Regions from separate parts of the Anas platyrhynchos genome. Here region 2 is linked to region 1. Evidence: chromatin contacts called from public Hi-C data. All regions are on one chromosome and are shown on one strand. The core of a region is the stretch at or near the end of the contact, and the rest is flanking DNA. Distances in the headings are between cores, read along the strand shown. Region 1 has its middle 9.1 kb from the start of MYH9. Region 2 overlaps MYH9 (myosin heavy chain 9).

Region 1 (3,225 bases), core at 486-2,985:
CTTTAACCCAGAGAGCTGGGAGAAGCACGTTATGATTCAGAAGCCGGGTGAAGTCAGTGTCTCCACCTGCGATAGCGCCATTTCCTCCACTTTTTCATCACAGAGGGCACCCACGTACATCAGCACAGGTGAGACATCCCCTTTCTCACTGCCCTCCAGCAGCACACATTGCTTCTCAGCCCCCGTGCCTTTCCCCAGAGAGCTTTCGAGCCCAAACGGAGTGGGCAAACTCCATGTGAGAGGGCAATCAGAAGCGAAGAAAGGCTGAGCATGGCCCCAGTGCCCCCAGCAGGTCCCAGGAGGGATCTGGGGACAGGATCCTGCTCCTGCTGACCAGGCAGGTCGAGGAAGCCAGGGTCCCATGGCAGCACGCAGCCGCTTCACGTACGATGGAAAATGTTTGAACGGCTGTAGCTGGGGCCCACAGGAAACTTTTGGGAAGTGTGTGCTGGGTCTAAGACAGGAACCAAGAGAGTCAGGGTTTAAAATATGCACCGACAATGAATTGCCTCATTACTTAGAGAAAAATCGAGAAGGGGGGGGAAGGAGCAAAACTCAACCGCACGCGGAAACAGGCGGATAATTGCCTGATGGATCCACCACGTCTCCTGACTGCTGCTCTGGGGCTTTGCTGCTGTTCAAGCCCATGGTGTCTTCTTCATCACAGCAAGTTTTTCCATCCAGGAGACAGCAGGGTCTCCTCTGCAGTTGGGTGCATTTGACCCCATCTCAGAAAGGCCAATATGCCCTCAGAAGATCATTTTTTTTAAGGGGAAACGGTGGGGGAAGGTGGCCATTTGAAGGCTCACCCCACAGTCTCCCCCTTTGGGCACCCTCTCCTGCAGGATGGAGACCTACCAGGCTCTCCCACCCCGCAAAAGCAGCAAAAAATAAAAGGTGGTCGGAGACGTGAACCTCCTCCTGAAGCACTACATAAAGCAAACGAAGACACCTCAGAGCTGAGGCCCCATAAATTTGGAGCTCCCTGAGGCGAGGCCTCCGGGGTGGGAGCCCCGAGGCTGAGCTAGGCTGGCAGCGAGATCCTGCCTGGGGAGGGAGCCCGGAGCGGGGCAGGTAACGCTCACGCAGCTTTTTATGGCTTTTGGGTTTATTACATTTCTTTTTTTTTTTTTTTTTTTCCTTCCTGGCCTCGGTGACAACCGCAGCCTTATAAGGGCAGGAGCGCAGCGTTGGAGGCTGAGAGGAGGTGGGGCCTCCCAGGGCTGGAGGCTGCCCGGCCCTGACCTCCTTCCTGGGAAAAACCCTGGGAACCCTCCCTTGGCCCAGCTGCTGAAGCAGGAGAAAACTGCACGACCACCCCTTTCCTCTTCCCTTTCTCCCCCGCACCTCCCGGAGGAGCTGCGGCAAAGCCTCCGCTCGCTGCTTTTTGGGGATCTGGGGAGCCATGGGTCGCGGGGTCCCCCGCATCCGACATGGGAACCCTATTCCCATCTGGTTGGGGTAGTTCTGAGAACCGGAATTTAAAAATAATAAAAAAAAAAAAAGAAAGGAAAAACAAACGATCTTCCCTCACTGCTGCTGGTGAGTGTGTGAAAAGCCACAGCTGGCCGGGCTGCTGCGGGATGTCTGCTGCAGACCCCACGGCTCCGTACGTGTTTTGGGATCCCCCCGAGATCTCCGGCCGGCTGCGGGCATTGGGTTCCTACACGTATCGACCCGGGCTGATCCATCCAGCTCCGCCAACTGGTTACGAAGAAGGCCGAACACAAACACGCTAAAAATGTCACTGTCATCAGATAAGGTCGCTATGCACACAGCATTCCTGACACGGGTTCATTACACCGAGGACGTGGAAAGATAAATCCACCAGATCATACGCGGGTGGCGGCTGGCATGGGGAGGGGGCACGGGGAGCCGTAACTCTGCTTTTGGGCTTGCTGCCAGCCTGGGGGGCATCACCCCAGCGTGACTCAGTGTCTCTCAGCGGGGGAAAAAAGAGGGATGTCACGGCACCCACCTCCTCCTGCGAGCACTGACGTGTTTCAGGAAGGAGCGGCAGAAGGGGAGGCCGGGGATGAGTGTGCTTGTGAGCCTCAACAGAGATCTTTACCAAACACGATCATATTTATCACTCCAGGAGGCAGATATCTCTATTTTGTAGGAAAGGAAGCAGGCACTGGGAGCTTCCTCTGTGATGCATTTGTAACCGTGTTCAAGCCCCAGCAGCACGGGGCCGAGCACACGAGGTGCTCACCTTTTTTGTCAGATGTCCAGGTGAACACAGAAGTACACGAGCCGCCAGATCTAACAACCTTCCCTGCCATGCAATGAGTTTTTATAGCTCTCAAGCCACATATTTTAAGAGCTGAGGGGGGCAGGAGCTGTGGCTGGGTCACCAGTGGGAGACCCGTGGGATCATGCTCCCTTTCCTGAGCTTGCCACCACATCCACTCTTTAACTGCTTACAGGCTGTGTCTGGCTCAAGAAAGAGAGGTTGTGGGGCCTTTCCCTTGGGATGAGTGATTCGGATTAGGTCAGCCAACGAGGGAACATCCTGTTCCTTCTCAGCCTTGGGACGGTCAGGGTTGTGGTTTGAGGACTGCGCAAACCAGCCCGAGTCTGGGCAGCCCCCAGAGGAAGAAGCCCCCAGCCTCCTCTTCCCCTCCCTCCTCCGACCTTCACACTCCCACTGCCAGCCCCAGATCTCACAGTCTGATCCAGCTGGAAAACAGCCTGAACCGAAACCAAGAGCTGTGTCTCCAGCTCGACCATTTCCTCGGTGTGGCTGACTGCCTGGGTGCTAGAGAGGCTCTGGAAACGCACGGTCATGGGGAGGACTTTCTGGTGACACACCAAACACAGGCTGGTTAGAAACAAGGAGGGAATCACAGCCCTGGGAGGGCAGAAAGCCTCCTTTCCAGGGATACCCATGGATTATTTTACTCCAACTGCACGTGGGGGTTGTTACGGCATCCCAGATGCAAGTGGTTGTGACCAGTATCTGAATTACACATCACCCATTGCCAAATGTATAGGGTTAGCAACCTCGGGGCATCACTCAGTGGAGAAGGTCATTTTGGAGGTCTCCAGCTCACTCAGGGCCATATCCAGCTATGTTTTGGAAACCTCTGAGGGTGGCAAACCCATGATCTGTTGTTGCCTCTTGTCCTTTCGCCGAGCACCTGCCCTGCAGGTGTTGGCGTGTGCATTCACCCTACCAGCGTGTGTGCATGTACAGTGAGCATCCCTGCCTCCACCTACCAC
Region 2 (3,225 bases), core at 276-2,775, 48 kb before region 1:
ACATGTCTTCACCTCCATATAGCAGTTTCAGTCTCAGATGATTCAGGATTTCAAGAATAATATTAAGTTATGAATAACAAAAGAACGGATTAAGAGCAGACTGGACTGTGAAGAGCAATAGCTAAGGCATAGGCACATATCCCCTAAAGCCACCAGAGCTACAGCATCCAGCAACAGAAGCAGTGACCTTTTTAAAAAAAAAAATGGATGCTTGCAATATATGGGAAAAAAATCCTATTTTATAAGATCTTATACATTTAGAAACTGAGATTGGGCAGAATACTGCTTCCAAACCAGTAAGGAAGGTTATAAAAGTATTAATCCAGCACCAGCTGGATTTAACACCTAAAAGGCATTATTTAGGAAGTGAGGGAGCACTCATATCTTGGAAGTATTATTCATAAAGTGGATATACAGCCCTCAAACTGGGAACAAAAACAGCAAACAGAAGTATGTTTTTGTTGGCTGTTTCACTTCTAAGATTAACTGTCTTGGTACATCCTGAGGTGGGGCACTCCAAAGCTACCAAGTTCATCACTTGCACACTGTTCACTTTGTGGTGGGGGAAGAGTTACGGGGAGGGGGACACAAAGCAACAACAACAAAAAAACACCCAAGAATGAAACCAAACCAAAAATAAAGCTCCAGAAAGATGCGATCTGTTCCCTCCTTCATTTCCTCCCTTCAGAGGACTCATACCTATCTGCTCTTCATCGGGGATGCCCATGATCCTCATTGCTTCCATGGTCTCCTGAAACATATCTTTGTCTTGCTGACCTGGGATTGTAACGTGCCCATTGGAGAGGAAGCGATATTTGTTGTAAGGCTCCAGGAGCAGATCAGCTTAGGAGAAAAAGGAGAAAGAAGTTACTGTGGATTTTTTTTAAAATATAGATAAATAGATATACAAGCTACCACTGAGAACAAATTTCTGACTTGCACATGCTAGCAGATACTGGAGGAATCAGAGATTAAGAGCAGTTTTACCAACAACTGAACATTTTTCTGCTTTATTTCTTTCTATTCTGCCTTCTGGAATACTCCACCAAATAAGTGCCAATCATCATTATGCCCTACATGCATAAAAAGCACTGATAACTTGCAAGTAAATTTGCCTTCAGTATCAGATACCTCATTTGTTTCAAGTCACAGGAAGGTTAGTATATAGCTCTTGAAATAGTTGCAATTATGAGAAAAGTCTTGGAGTTCTGTCCTTCCTCCAGATCAATTTGCCACTCTCACACAACATGGACTCCAACTACTAAAGAACATACTAGGCTGAGGCTTTAAAGCTAGGTGCATCCTTGACTTCTAGATTGCTTAAGCGCCAGACACTTTGCTCCATTCAATTAAACACCGAGTACATCACTGTAGGACCATGCCTGCACTGGAAGGGTTTACATCATACAAGACGAGACTAAACACAGGACAGTGATTTAGATAAGGAAGGGTGTAGAGTCATTGCTGGCAAGGAAACAAGTACAGGAAGGAACCAGAGAAGCAAGTTTTCAGGAACTGAGAAGTGTAGGGGGAAGGCAAAGGGATACATGCACGTGCAGAAGAAGAGGAGGAGTGACCATACCTAAAAGGGAGAGGCAAGAAACTATGAAGGAACAAGTGCTAGCATACAAGTGTTTTGGACCCTCTGTGTGCTGAGGAACCCCATAATTAAAACAACAATCAAACTTACTCTTCAGATGTTCCCCTGCCCCAGACAGCAGGTAGTAGAAGATGTGGAAGGTTCTCTCCTCCTTGGCTTGACGGATTGCACGGGACTTCTCCAGGAGATCTTCTGAGAGTCAAGGCATATGGCAGGACGTACAAATCACTTCCTAGTCTACGGCAGGAGGAAAACTAGCAGTACCTGATGTTCTTGTGCCCATTAACAGGGGTATTGATTTAGTAATCACTATCAGCCAACAAGCCACTGAGCTTCTAGTCTCAGTTCTCTGAATCTCTGACTGATGGCTATGATACGACAAACTAGACTGATAAACAGAGAAATAGTGGCCAACTATCCAGACTTGCCCTGCACGAAAATGAGAATGGTGTGTGAAATTCCAAAGCTCTCCATCTTATCGTGGTTTGTTGCTATCTCAGCCTCCTACGATTAGAATTCATTCACTCAGAAGAGATTTCCACCACAGTCACAAAATGCTATATGAAGGAATAGGAGACTACAACAGTATTCTTGCTAGCATAAATTAAAGTGCCTCCTGCCACATTCTCAACCTGGCAAGCACAAGTAAGGTCTGATGACATTGCTAAGCATCATTCCTGCCACTCTATAGCCTGTAACTTTTCAGTGGCTACAGAAAGGATACAGGTCTCAATATTGGCTCCAACAATGTAGCCGTTGACATCAAAGTTGATTCTGATGAACTTGCCCTGAGAGGAAGATATTAGTAATAACGTTAGTATTCACTCTGTGCAGAACAGCAGTGAGCAGCAAAGGCAAATCTGGTGTTTTTAATCCAGGAAAGGAAATTTAGAACAGGTCAGGCAAGTTCTATGCAAAACATAAGGTCAGCCAATAGGCAATGCCTGCTGATCATGACGATTTAACAAACAAGACACCAAATACTTACCTGTAAATAAAGACAGGCAGCCTACAATTCAACTTAATTATGGTTTGACCTATGTTTCCCACAACCAGAGCATTTTCAGTTTCATGCACTATACATTTTGGATAGTTCTTCCTCCCTCAACCAGCATTAACCATTTCGATTTAGCTCCAGCTCTGGCTTCTCAGTCTGTCTCCCACTGTCTACCTCTCCAGAACAAACAAAATCAGGATCCCTGTTTGCTTGACAGGATAAAACTGACCGTAATAAATTTAGAATAAAAATTGGTGCAGATGGCTTCTCCATAATAGAAACCTATCAGCAACATTTTCTGGATAATTCACTGAATGAATTCTCTTCCCAGATTAATTTCAGTTAAGTCACACAGACAGTTTCCCTATCCCAGGACAGCAATTCACCCAGAAGCATAACAAGTCCTCCCCCTGGAAGGTTAAAGCATACTGGCAACCACACTGGATAGTAATACTCACAAATCTGGACGAGTTGTCATTCTTGACTGTCTTGGCATTTCCAAAGGCCTCCAAGATGGGATTAGCCTGCAGTAACTGCCTTTCTAGTTCTCCCTAGAGGGAAATCAGAAATGAATCAAGTAGGTAGCAGTCTGCTGTATTACTCCTGGGTCAAACCAGCACTGAAGTTT

The links. Hi-C and Micro-C count contacts between places; a contact is called where the count stands out from the background.
Region 2: a Hi-C map of F5 follicle shows a contact between it and region 1, with 1.8 times the contacts expected there. The contact joins two enhancer-like sites. A contact is called at or near these places in 6 of 8 Hi-C or Micro-C datasets (F1 follicle, F5 follicle, liver and 2 more).

The regions. Positions count from the first base shown.
Region 1 is chr1:55,020,816-55,024,040 of IASCAAS_PekinDuck_T2T, reverse strand. No RefSeq gene overlaps it. Among named protein-coding and RNA genes, the nearest start is that of MYH9, 9.1 kb to the left of the region's middle. Within about 2 kb of position 1,735, at least 5 of the 8 cell types and tissues checked have an H3K27ac peak or open chromatin away from gene starts, as enhancers often do. A contact at or near this core is called in F5 follicle, where this site is marked.
Region 2 is chr1:55,068,436-55,071,660 of IASCAAS_PekinDuck_T2T, reverse strand. It overlaps MYH9 (myosin heavy chain 9), which reads right to left. Exons shown (of 41, transcript XM_072037976.1): 6 at 3,056-3,148; 7 at 2,325-2,388; 8 at 1,691-1,789; 9 at 700-843. Among named protein-coding and RNA genes, the nearest start is that of RBFOX2, 38 kb to the left of the region's middle. Within about 2 kb of position 1,525, at least 3 of the 8 cell types and tissues checked have an H3K27ac peak or open chromatin away from gene starts, as enhancers often do. A contact at or near this core is called in F5 follicle, where this site is marked.